2 separate regions of the Pan troglodytes genome follow, and region 1 is linked to region 2. Evidence: chromatin contacts called from public Hi-C data. All regions are on one chromosome and are shown on one strand. Each heading gives the region's core, a stretch centred on a gene start, on an enhancer-like site or on the middle of the called end of the contact. The rest is flanking DNA. Distances are from core to core; before and after follow the strand shown. Region 1 has its middle 380 kb from the start of FIGN. Region 2 has its middle 340 kb from the start of KCNH7.

The links. A called contact is a pair of places that touch in the nucleus more often than the background predicts.
Region 1: a Hi-C map of stem cell-derived neural progenitor cells shows a contact between it and region 2, with 3 times the contacts expected there. The contact joins two enhancer-like sites. A contact is called at or near these places in 3 of 7 Hi-C or Micro-C datasets (induced pluripotent stem cells and stem cell-derived neural progenitor cells).

Annotation. Positions count from the first base shown.
Region 1 is chr13:65,393,562-65,400,459 of NHGRI_mPanTro3-v2.0_pri, reverse strand. No RefSeq gene overlaps it. Among named protein-coding and RNA genes, the nearest start is that of FIGN, 380 kb to the left of the region's middle. Within about 2 kb of position 3,904, at least 17 of the 24 cell types and tissues checked have an H3K27ac peak or open chromatin away from gene starts, as enhancers often do. A contact at or near this core is called in stem cell-derived neural progenitor cells, where this site is marked.
Region 2 is chr13:65,233,134-65,239,708 of NHGRI_mPanTro3-v2.0_pri, reverse strand. No RefSeq gene overlaps it. Among named protein-coding and RNA genes, the nearest start is that of KCNH7, 340 kb to the right of the region's middle. Within about 2 kb of position 3,983, at least 2 of the 24 cell types and tissues checked have an H3K27ac peak or open chromatin away from gene starts, as enhancers often do. A contact at or near this core is called in stem cell-derived neural progenitor cells, where this site is marked.

The DNA.
Region 1 (6,898 bases), core at 2,655-5,154, 160 kb before region 2:
CCATTCATGTCCTCTCTAATAAAGGCCTCTTTGTAACATGCACATTAGGAGAACTCCCTAAATCTCAGGTTGTCTGGAAGGAATCTAAAGAGAAGAAAAGGAGAAATGTTAGGATATATATCTGGCGCAAACATACATAAATAAAAGGTTGACCAGTTCAAGATGTTGTTCCATTTGCAATAATCCCAATGAGATGAAGAATTTGTGTGCCTGTTTTCATCACATTGTTGTGACTATAGTACCTTTCATTGCCTGTCTTAAAAATGTTTACCTACTTACTATACCTTTCACCTTTGGCCTCACTTTTTTGACACAAAAAACTTATGCATATGCAGAGACTAAAAATTTCCATAAGCTCCTTCGTTTCAAATAAAACATTTGCACAAATATAAGGATTTTGGGGGGGGTGTTAGTTAAATTTCATACCCCATCTATATAACATTTCGAAAGAAATTAAGTTTGATTTTGAAAACAAAAGCATTTCCTTATTTTATCTAATTTTTAATATTTCTAATGATTCTTTGTCATTTTTTCTATTTGTTACAAGAAAGAGAAAGAAAACATAAAAGGAAATAATTAAAGAGGGAAGAAAGGATGAAAGAAAGGAAGCAAGGAAGGAAAAAAAAATAGCGGAAGAAAGTCAGACCAGCGATTATATTAAGCAGTGGCAAATGGTATTCACCTTTTATAGGCTCTATGTTTTATAATGAAGATACTTCATTGAAACAATGATGCATACTTCAAGGGTTCCCTGGAGAGCAGTGAATCCTGTTTGGAGAGATTCATGAATATGTGCATTAGCACAATCCAACTGGAACTTGCCCTTAAAAAATGAACCACAAGAGAAACTGATCAGTTTTTGCTTATGTATATAATCAGAAGGTTATCATATTATCTCCCTCTCCATGGGAAAAGCAGATGCATATTTTTCTACCACCTCAGATGAGAAATGCCAAAGGAAACAACAATTTTTCCCCTTCTGTGATATTCATTATGTGAAATGCACATGGAGACTTTTTAATACTGGGTCAAAAGAGCAGAAAATAAATGCAGATTCAATTTTTCAAAATTAATTTTTTGCATTAGATGAATCATAAAATAAACCTTTAAAATACACATTTCTGCCTTAACTTGCTGAAGGTCATTAATAAACTTGCACTGAGTTAAAAGATTGCTAGAGATTGCATCTATGAGACAAATATTTCAAAATCAAAGCTCACAAAAAGGCACATGTAACTTTGTGCCCTAAAGATGAATGAGGGACACATGGCAGATCTTGAAGTAGTAGTTTATTTAAAGTACAAAGAATTCCATGAAAAATATTTCTAACCAGCAGTTGGTGCCCAGTTATCATGAAAAATGGCAGATCACCACTAAGCTATTTACAATGATAAAGAGTGTCTAGGTATATTTGCAGAATTTATCTGTAAGTTTTTAGCTCCATTAATTTTAAACAAAAGTGAAAGTATAAAAAAGAAGAAACTCAAAGAAATTTGATCATTGTAAAGAAACAACAGAGAGAAAATGTTGTTACCTAAAGACTGAATGGATATTGTTAAATGGTCACCTTCTATGCTTTGCCAAATAAAAATATTATTAGCAAATGTTCATTGCTGAAGGAAACTTGGTTTTTCTCTAGATATGGAGAAAATGGTACGAGCTCAGAAAACACCTTCTCTTATGCTTTATATAGTTATTTTTATTATATGTTCTTTGCTCTGAATTTAACTATGTCAGTATTATCAGCATGTTCAAACATAGAGGGGAGAAATAATTGTCTTTAAAAAATCACAATCACATCAGTGTTAAAAATGACTTAATTCCTGGCTGTCAATTTCTTTTTTAATGTGACAGTTAGTCATTTCTTAGGCATCTGGTAATGAATTGCCAGAAACGGTTTCAATTCATCATTTCTAGTCACCATATTCATGGAGAAAACTGTGTTTAAATTTGTCCATGATGTTCTCAAACTTCTGGATTCAAAAACTTCCTGGACATTTTAAGTTTTTCAAATGTGATTTGAGGGCCTGCACTATTTTCAGTATGTAGGGAAGGGCCAAGGGAACACTGTTAATTCGAGAGGGCACAATATTGTAGTCAGGCATTTAAATTATTTGTAACTTTTCACCAGAAGTCGTATTCATGTTTTGGAAAATTAGTACTTAGCTAAGCTCCAAGGAAGAAAGCATTTTATTTAGTAATAGTTCAAATTATGCAGTAAAAATGTCTCTCTGTGCATTTGAACTGGCCCTTGTGGCCTGATTCAGTGTTTTGCCCATTTTCTCGGCTTTTTGAGCTTCGCACACACAAGAAATTGTACAAAACACTTAGCACTATTTTTTTCATAGCTGGTAATGGGGCTTTCACCGCACAAAGGCAAGGAAAAATTATTTGGAAAGGTGAACAGGGAAAAACTAGAAAACACTCCTCATACATTTTAGACTCAGTTTTCTGCCCCTTTCCTGCATGTTTTAAATCTAGCCACTAGGATCCCTGAAATAATATGCTCCTTAATGTTAAATACTGAATATGATCATTCATAACTGGTCCACAAAAACAAATTTCAGAAAGAAGAATGGTGTTAAAGGAAGATGACTATTTACTGACAGTTTTCTTTTTGTGCCTATGTATATAAAATCTATTTATTGCTTTGTTTATTTATCAAACTATCTCAGAATTCACATATGCATCATCAAAAATGTGGCTTTCGGCTCTTCTTGTAAATAGGTCCTATCATAAAGATTTTTAGAAGTTTTATCTTGTACAAAAAGGCAGTTTTCATCAGCAACGCGGCCATCTGTTTAGTGAAAATAGAGCTAGTTAGTGAACTGCAGACTGTGTGTGTGCGTGTGTGTGTGTGTGTGTGTGTGTGTAGAGGAGGTGGCAGTGAGGGAGTAGAAGGTCAAAGGGTAAATTCCAATTGCTGTGACATATTTTTATGAGCTGAATCATACCCAGCTTTTAGCCTTGAAAGGGGAAGAGGATCTTAGAAAAGGGAAGTCACATGCAAGGGCAGGTCAGGAAAATCCTCAAGAAGTGCTCTTCCAAATTAGCTGTTGATTGTTCTCCAACCCGCCATATCCATCCGTTTGAATTTTATTTTATTGTCCCAGGACTTGAAAAGATCTGTTTTCTATTACGCGAAACCCAGTTCAAATTTGTGTGGCAAAATATACAGTTATCTTGGAGAATTTACTTCCCTTTTGTACCTTTGATACTGTTCTCCTTGTTGGAGGGGATGAAGGGGTGAAGCCTCCTTGAAAGTGGGAAAGGAGGAGGAGACTACGCGGGAGTTCTTCCCAGCACGAGGCTGACAAAGCATTGCTACCGCAGGAAGGAAAATGCTAACCGGAGCGGGAGAAAAGACAGGAGGGGCCCCAGGAACCAAGCCTCGTTAGAGACCCTAACGACTCCACCTTAGCCTCCCCTCCCTGCACCCACGCTCTCTGGCAAATGTAGAGGCTATTTTCTGCTTTTTACAAGAGGCGCTGCCGGGGGGGGGGGGGGGCGAGAAAAGAAGAAGAAGAAGAAGAAAAAGCTGATGCTAAAATCAAGGAAGAAACAGCAGAAGGGTCAGGGGCAACAGTCAAGGCAGAAGCAGCTGCCGTGGCCGGCCCAGCCACAGTCATCTCAGTCCCAGCGGCGCGGCAGCCAGCAGCGGCCGCCGCGGCGACAGCCCGAGTGGCAACAGCTGTGGGGAGGCTCGGCTTCTTCCCTACGCCTGTCCGCGCCAGGAGTCAGAGTAGGGAGTCCCTATCGCTCCCATCTTCTGAGCAAGCAAATTCTTCTCATTCCTTCACTCGCGCCTTCTCAGCGTCAGCTGACCCGCCGCTCCCTCCCTTGCTTCGGGGATTGGCGCAACTGTCCGCCCCCACCGCACCGAGAGGCACGCGAATGACACCCGGGGTTGTTCTAGTAGTAGTAGGTGGGCCTGCGGCTTCCGGAGTGCGTTTCCTGAGCCAGCCAGACCTGGGCCTCTTCGGCCTCTATCCCCCTGTTGGCTGAACAAAATGCCCGAAGGCGTTTTGGTGGTGCGATTGCCAGTGACTAAACAGGACCTTAATTTTCAAAGTTGATGGGGACAAACCCAGGCATAACTGGAGAGGGTGACCATTTCCAAGGCGTTGAAAGAAGACGAACAAATTAGGCAATTTCAGTATTATCAGAGACAGCATTATGACCCTTTTTGTTGTAAAAGGAACATAAATGTAGCTACAGATTGAATGAAGTTATAGGCCATAAAAGGGCAGGAGAGAAAAGGGAAAAGATAATAGGCTCTGTCCATTTGAGCCTGTTACACTTACTGTTTCAAATCTATTCAGCTAGTGTTAGTGACAAATACATAGTTTACCGGCAATAATAAATGAGGGAAGGAGTAAGGATAAATATTATGGAACGCTGCTGTGTGTTTAGAATAGTGACAATTGCTGTTTATCTGCTTTTCACTTATGAAAATTACACAGGGCAAGGTCATATGTGAGACATACATCTTTATATTATTTTTTCTCACATTTTTGAAAGGGTGAGTGGAAGCATGCAACTTTATTTTCCTTATTTAGATAAGCAAATATCAACAAACCTTTCTTAAAAGTGTAGATTTCTTTCTATTACATACTTAGGCAAAACTGATTGTACTTTTTTTTGGCATTTAGAGCCATCTTGTTTACCTTCAGTAAGGTTATCTTATAATGATTGCTAAATTCTATCCAAAAGCTTATAATATTTCACATACGTTAACTTTAGCTCTCCCATTAAATTATGTATTTCTTTATGTACTTGGGCTTTTCACGAGGATTTTAGGCACATTATTCACTTGCTGGAAAATTAAATTGATTTATGTTTTTCCTCTTCTGTTTTTAAGTATAAACTCTTTAAAGGCAAAACTGAGGGTTTCTCCATAGGCCAGAAACTACTAGACTTCAAATTTGAAGTTAAACTTCAAATTTTCAATTTGTACACATAGGGTAACTGGTTTCAATTAAATGGGGAAATACATTTTTTTTTTTAATGTTAAAGAACTTCGTGCCTTAAATTTGAAGAGGTAATTATTTGATGTGGTAACAAAAGAATATTAAAGAAGTAACAGTTTATTTTGAAATTTCAAAATGCATTAATTTTATATTTTGATTATTTGAAATGGAGTGGAATATTTACAAGTAAGATTGTATAGTCACATTAATAAATGTGATCAAGTTATTAATTTATATTAGAAAAACAATTATACTACATTTAGATAAATTACATAAATTTCAGCAACACTTTGAAGCATTTTATAAAAATTTGAAAAAAATTTCTTAAAGACAAGTGAATTGATTGTCAGATAGATCATTGAATATTTTTTCCAATGTACTATTAAGGAATTTTTATAAAATGATATATAAGATTAAATACAAATTTATATTTCATTAAGAATATGTTTTCAATAAAAGAAGAAGAATAAAGCATTTATATTTCTGTGGTGAGTTGGGTTAATATAATTTTTGTGTCTCTGATTTCATTTAGATATTTTATATTTTTATTCTTCGATTTTAGGATTTTGGTGGTTTTTTTGAGGTTTCACTTAATGTATACATAGGGTTTTATCCCTTATTGTCTCTTTTCATTAGAGAAAAATCAAAGATTTATTGACTCATGAATTGATCATAATTTGTTATATTATTAAATCACTAATCTTTTCTAGATACAGCAATATTGCATGAAATTCATATTACAGTATTTTTATAAAATAACAAAATGAAAAACTGATTCATATAAAAGAAACAAACTTCTGCATCACATAGTTTAAAAATATGCATCATTTAAAATGTAGACTAAAATTGTATTTTATTTCTTTATAGTCAAACAAAAGCTCTCTGAATGAAGATTCAGGAAGAGATTTCTCGAGCTTTCTCTAAATTCAAAGTGCCCTCTACTGTCAAAAAAGTGTACTGCTCAGGAAGAGAAAATGACAAATCTGAAATCAAAATCTAGACAGTGAGAGACAGACGGAAGAAAACTACAATAGGTAATGGCGCTGCCTCTCAGCCCTGGGGCGATGCAGTTTGGAATGTTCCATCAGTAAATAGTTACGCTCCCCTTCGAACTTAAAAGTTACATTAAAATTATTTGGAACTTTATAACTGTTGCTAAACTTTTATTTTCTTAGTCTTGCTTTTACAATGAAATTTTACTTTGCTGTCAACATATGATTTACTGTAAAGACTTGAACAATGCATATTGTGGACTACCCGACTAAACTTCAAAATTATGCATACCCAGATGTCTTTACTCTTGAGAAGTATTATTTAGAGGTTCTTTATGTATATATATACATATACAGTATTTTTATTTTTATCTTGGGTTTTATATATATATCAAAAAAATAAAATATCATTACTATGACAAAGCTAAATAATCAGTTGATTCAGTGTGTGAAAAGAGATTTTTAGAAAGATCATGTACACAAATAAGGTGTTGCATATTTTGTTCATTCTTAAGAAGGTGTTTAAGCATTACGAAGACAGTCTTAAACATGCTCTGTGTGTTTAGGTGCAAGCTTGTTACCTTCTTTTAATTAAATTCAGTGACCCAAAGAAAATTTTGCCGTAAGAAATTCAGGCTATTCCACAATGTTAAATTGTATTTTGTAACATACTGAAAAGTAATGAAATTTAAGTTTTGCGATTGATATAGGTGAAAAATTTTAGAAATGTTTACTATGTTTTATCATATTAAAGACCATAATATGTTAATAAATGCAGATATGTTAATACAATATTAATATATTACAATATATTAACAATGAGATAATTCTGATTGAATTCATAATTTTTATAATAATGCCAATAATTTGAAGTCAAATTAAAGAAGTTCTGACATAATTGAGGTAAGGGAAAGCAAATGATTTGTCAAGTCTCCA
Region 2 (6,575 bases), core at 2,734-5,233:
GTAAAGCCAAACAAAATATGATGTTTTGAAGTAATTGTAATCAAAGATGGTAAATGACTATGGTGTGCACATTCTAATATAACACTGAAGTTAATTTGTATTGAGAAGTTTATATATTTTTATACCTATTTTTAAATGGGTAGAAATGATGGATGTTTTAATGAAAAAAATTGTGAATTCAATTTTTTGAGAATCATTGAAATAGAAACTGATCATATCTAAATTTCAAGTCCTTTTATTATCTCTAAGCCTTTATTATTTAAACTAACAGGTGATTACAGTTTCCACCAGTCAAATTGGATCACCTTCCATTATTCCCTAGAAAGCTGGTAGATAAAATGCTTAGGGAAGAATATTTAGATAATAAAATACAAGCCCTATTTCTAAAGCTACTATCCAGACTTTACTTAAGCCCTACATGTCTTGGGATGCTTTGGATTGAATATTTTTTCTCTCTAGAAAATCATGGTATCCGTTTTTCCCTATCCTGTCTTATTTCGATGGCTGATTCATTTATGGGAAAATAAGCTAAAATTGGCTTTTTGTATTTTTCCTTTTCCTCCTGTTAAATAACCTTTATGTCTTTAAGTACAGCCTGACATTTATTTAGAAAATTAACATAGCATATATAACCTATCTCGAGTGTAGTTTACCAATACACTAGGCCTGTCACTAAAATGAAAGCAAATCCCTCAGATTTTAACTTATTCAAATTAGTATAACTTTTTAATTCAAAACTTAGCTATACTAACAGATATCTGGAGTCTCTATTGTAATGAAACAAAAGATTTAGTGTATTTCGTTATATATGCCATATGTATATATAATTTTATATATTTATAATTATATGTAAATTTTAACAAAAGTTTTTCAAGTGTATGTATAATTTATATATATAACATATGTATAACTCTACTAAAAACTGTATTTCATATAGTTGTGTTATGTGCTGATAATGATATTGAGTTCTGTATACTCACTACTATGCATAATGAGATTCAAGTATTCAAAAGTAATTAACTACAAGCAAATTATCTACCTAATAAGGATAATTTTAGTTTCTATATAAATTTTACTATAGGCAGCCTTCTTCCCTTCTAGCACTCAGTCAAAAATTTTTTTATTTCCAGAATTTAAGTATATTAATTAAAATTTCATCCTCCTATGACCAATTCAACAGTATGCTTAATTATTGTCAGAGAATCTCGGTTTTTATAAAAGCACATTTCTTAAATCACAAACAAGAAATTTGTCACTAACAATTATTCAGGATGTCATGTCTTTCCTTTTCATCATAAATATTGTCATTCTTTTGCAGAATGCATATTTTTGGCTATTTGAGGTGCATTATTTTTAGGGGAAAAGCTGTTCAACAGATTAGAGAATCTGAGCTAGCCAGTGGAGAAGTTAACTACATAAGTCCACTACACCTAATTATAAAAGATGAAGGTTTTAAAATTTGCATAATTGCAACTGTTGGTAGGGGTCGCTAACATATTTGCATTATCTACTTATGTTCCATACCAACACTTTTAAGCACCACTTTTAAAAAAGTCGACTATGTCAGATGCTTGTAGGTGTCAGAACATCATAACCTACAACGTAGGCAATGCCTTTTTCTACATACACCCCTGGGTTCCAATGGCTTTCTAAAATCCATTTCTACATTTTGATACTATTCCATCTTCCAACTTTTAAAAATAAAGTCTTTCTATCCATATCTGCATGTAGCAAGAGAAATGCATAATGACTAAATCAAGTCCCAAGTATTCATTTATGCCTTTTACAAATAATCATTCCATTAGCTGTAGTTCATAATAATTAACATTTACAAAGATCGCATTCACACAGTGAAAGTGCAGAGGTAGTCAAGAATAGGGGTTGGTATTCATCATAAGGGCCTTTATACTTTGGAGGCTAAAAGAATACCTAGATCTTAGGAAAATGGATATCAAATATCCTTTTGTAGCTACCTACTGTTTAAATGTCTAAATAATATCTGAAATAATTGAATTTAAAAATGGAAAGGTGGATTAATAAATCAGTTGTTGAAATTTTGCTAAGAAAAATAGTGATGACAATAGCTATCCTTAATTTGGTGGCTTCTATGTTCAACATCCAAGCATCTTCCACATATTATTTCTAATTCTCATTAAAGCCCAGCAAGGTAGATTTTTTTAATCCCTATTTTATAGGAGAAAAACCTAAAGCTCAGAGAAGTTCTGTAAGTTGCCCAAGAGGTTATAGAAATTAAACATGAATTTAAACAGACTTTTTATGACTCTATGGTCTGTGGTTTTTCCACCATTCCATTCTGCTCTCTTCCCCTAAAATTACAACTATATTTTATGAATAACACCTTCATGACAGAACCTTAATAATCTAGTTAATATGATAGATCATTGCTCTAACTTTTTTTTGCTAGTAAAGATTATTAGTTGTCACCAAAATAGTATCAAATGCATTTCATTTATTTCCTCGCTTACTCAGCTAATATTGACTCCTGGCACTGTGCAACATGCTACTATAACCACAGTGAGAGTATCAGTTAAGAAGTGAGCAGAGGCCTAGAATATTATAATAAAACAGTAAACATTATTACACCAGTGGTAAAAAATAGGTGACTGTATAGGTGACTTTAGAACTTTCTTCATAAAAATGAGCAAACCAAAAAAAAAAAAATTCAAATAGGAATTTAGAGGAAAATGCTGTGGTACAGAAAGTGTAAACCAGTGTTCTGAGGCCTGGCAAATTGCTTAAATGCATTACGACAACAAGCCAAAGCATTCTTCCCCTCTACATGACTGGGCCTGCTACTTTTATCATGTCCTGCAGTAGATTTACACGCGACATTAATGATGCAACATTGTGTATGAGTATTTGGAACACACTTTTTGGTATTAGGCAGTTTCTAAAAGAGAATATTTTAATTCTAGTTTGTAAAAGAAAATGTGTCGTTCTTGGCCTGCTCAATGTTGAGTCAGGTATAAAGACTTAGAGAAAAAATTAAGAAAGGAAGTTGATTTTTAGTAAAGAAAGAAAGGAAAAGACATTTTATTTCCACAATGAGTCATGCTTTGTAGAGTAAGTGTCTGGGGAGTCAAATGGTCAATTTTTTTTTTAACTATACAATACAAATGTAACCAGGAGTTAATTTACTCAGTCATAATGCTATATTCGTTAAAAAAAGCATTTGCTTACAAATCAAGTATGACAAGAAGATACGTTTCCTCTAATTAAAATTGCTTGTGGTATGTTGGCAATTTCCAATAATCAAGATTGCCACAGGAAGTAAGGTTGTTTTAGCTGGCTCCTGGTGAACGCATCCATTTACTTCACACTTACAGTAAATACAGAGATATTTTACTCACATTGCCCAGGTTTCCTTCAGTTTCTGTTCTCCTGAGGTAACTTCCAAGCCCCGCATTTTCCGTAACTTGATTCCCAAGCATTTTCCAGGAAAGAAAGGTATCAATGACCTGCTGGTTTTATTGTTAACTCCTTCATAATAGTATAAAGCATTTCATCATTTTCAGCTTTTTCAGTCATAGAAGTAAAAAGAAAGTACATAACTAAATTCCCTTTTCCGTAAAGATAGAATATCACTATTTCATATAATACAATCTATCCTTAGATTTTTCTGAGTGAGCATCAAAAACGTGTATGTGTGTGTGTGTGTGTGCGTGCATGCCTGTTTGGGCTCACATATGTGTGTAGTATGTTTACTGTCATATCTTCATCTTGATAATAACATAGTGTATGGCTTTGCATGAGAATTTCTTCTTCCTGCAGATTTTGATTTGCTAGTTTTTGAACTCTTGATAAATTTGGTGACACTGTGGCTGATCCACTTTATCCCTGCTTTGTTTGGGTATGGTCTTGCTCTCTGAGGCACCACTTCCCCATTCCCATTGACTTCAGGAAAGGTTCATTAGGCCTGATCTCTCTCAGTCTTTTTTCTTCCTCCCCTTTCTTCTCTCTTCTCCACGCTGGACTCTGGGGCTCTTTATTCCTCAGGTCCCCTGTAGGTTAAGCCTAAGCTCTTATCCTCTCTTCTCTTTAACTCACAGTCAGCATTGGCATCTGTATTCAGTAACCCTCCATATGAATAAATAAAAGCAGGTACCAGCCTCCCAAATCTCCAGGTCTGGCTGGACAAACAGCTTGAGATGCAGCTCCTGTCACAGTTTCATGTCACCTTGGAGCAAAAAACTTCCCAAGGCTTTTGAGATACATCTGACAGTAACTTTAATTCCCCAGTGTTTAAGTTTTCCAGACTCCTACAAACCCTCTATATAACCTACAAATAATTAATATCTAAAGAAAGCCAATTTATGGACCTAGATGTCACATCAAGGCAGAAGGAATGAACATATATGTGCATGGGATAATTAAGGGTTTCTTTATGCTTTTCAAAAGGTCTGATCTGTTGGTAGACAACGAGGGTCTGAGCCACTTTGAGCAGTTGAGTAATTTGCATTTGCCAAGAGTTTTCACTTCCCACTCTGTATATAAATGATTCTTATTCTTTTTAGATATTCTGCCTTTTTCAAATAGTATGCTTCTTCGAAAATATTTCAAAATGATTGCAGTCTGAAAACAAATCTTGTGGTGGGTAGGGCTAGTACTCTATTTCTTCTGAGGTTTGGCTCTTGCTTTTGTTTTTATACATAAGGTTTAAACAAAGTTCAGCCATTTGTATTGTTAGTTCACAAAACATTATCGTCCTTGGTATATTTAAGTCCCCTATATTGGTGAATTGGTTGGTTGGTAACTTTTTGTTTTGTTTTGTTTTTGTTTTTGTTTTTGTTTTTTGAGATGGGGTCTTGCTCTGTCACCCAGGCTGGAGTGTAGTGGTGCAGTTTTGGCTCACTGCAACCTCCACCTCCTGGGTTCAAGCAATTCTCTTGCCTCAGCCTCCCGAGTAGCTGGGATTACAGGCACCTGCCACCACGCCTGGCTAATTTTTGTATTTTTAGTAGAGACGGGGTTTCACCATGTTGGCCAGGCTGGTCTCGAACTCCTGACGTCAGGTGATCTGCCCGCCTTGGCCTCCCAAAGTGCTGGGATTATAGGCATGAGCCACCATGGCTGGCTGATTTGTTTATCTTTTAAAAATTCCATTTTATCCCCGTTCCTCAATCCCATTTACCACTCTCTGAATGAGCAACCATTTAAATGTGTAGCTATTTGTTATATTGTGTTCTTGGTAGGTGGATATTGACTTATGTGGATATATTTTAACATCAATGATATTGTTAGATAACTTTCCATTTTCTACTTTTATCCACCATGTTTTTAGTACCCATTTTAGGTTTTAGGTATACAGCTCATTGACTCTTTTTAACTGCTGCATAATGGTCATGTTGTATACCTATCACACTTTGTCTATCTGTTAGAGTTCTGAGCTTCAACTTCTGAGTAAACAAAAACAGACAAATATCCTAAAGATTGTTTTTTCCTTTTTACTTAGACTTTTTTTCTTTTTGGTGTCTATGCTGTGAGAAGGGGGATATAATGACTTAATGATGGAAAGAAAAGGAGAAATAATACCATCAGTATGAGTCATTTAGGATAAACAGGATTAAGTCTTTGGTGTTTGTGATTCAATATTGTATAGCAATAGAGTCTGCAGGTTTATATCTGTTTAGACTTCCTGGGTGCTAATCTTGGCATATCTACTTACCATTCACTGACTACTTCCCAACTAATAACCTTAGATTAAGTTACTGAAACCTTTGAGTATCAGTTTCTTGTCAGTAATATGAATTAAAAAAAATACACATCTTAACGTCATAATGCCACAACTTAATACTATAACTAAATGCCTTAACTGGTCATATGACCCTACTCAACACTGGGAGACCAAAAAATGAAATCTCATTAAGTGCCTAGAAGTTGCAGAGCCTGAAATATTCAGCGAACATCCTTAATGACTACCATATGCCTCACATGGTTGTTGTAAGGATTAAGGGGTTTATTTCTTATCCTGTGGTTAGTACAGTACCTACAACACAGTAGACACTGAAAAAATATTAGCAGTTATTTTATAGTTCTTAATAAGACATAAAAGACCTTTCATGCTTTCCAACACTCTCCACTTAAACATTGTATTCTATTACTTTCCAGGCCTCCCTTTTCCCCACATGTGACAAGACAAATATGCCAACACTTTCATCATGTTTCAGATGAACAGTACCCTGCAGTAATACCTTGATCTTCATTTTATTTCTTTTGGCTCTCCTAGCCATTGACTCCTTGCTTGTCCTGCCATTATAACTACATCTTGACCATTGGATCTACGTGCCCTACTGATCTTGATGACAATTCACTCACAGATGTCTTTGTTATGACTTTCTTTATATGCTTTATCACACAAATAAAATTATTGTCCAAGCTAGCACATTTTTAAGAGTGAAAGGAGAGCAATAAGTAAAAACCAGGGCTGTGTCAGGGAAACTGGGAGGGATAGTCACACTACTTTCTCCATTTCAGCAATAAATTAATGGGTGTTTTAATAGCATCCTATGTCCTTCTTATTCTATAGGGAGTTAGTTTATCAGAGTAATCTTTGC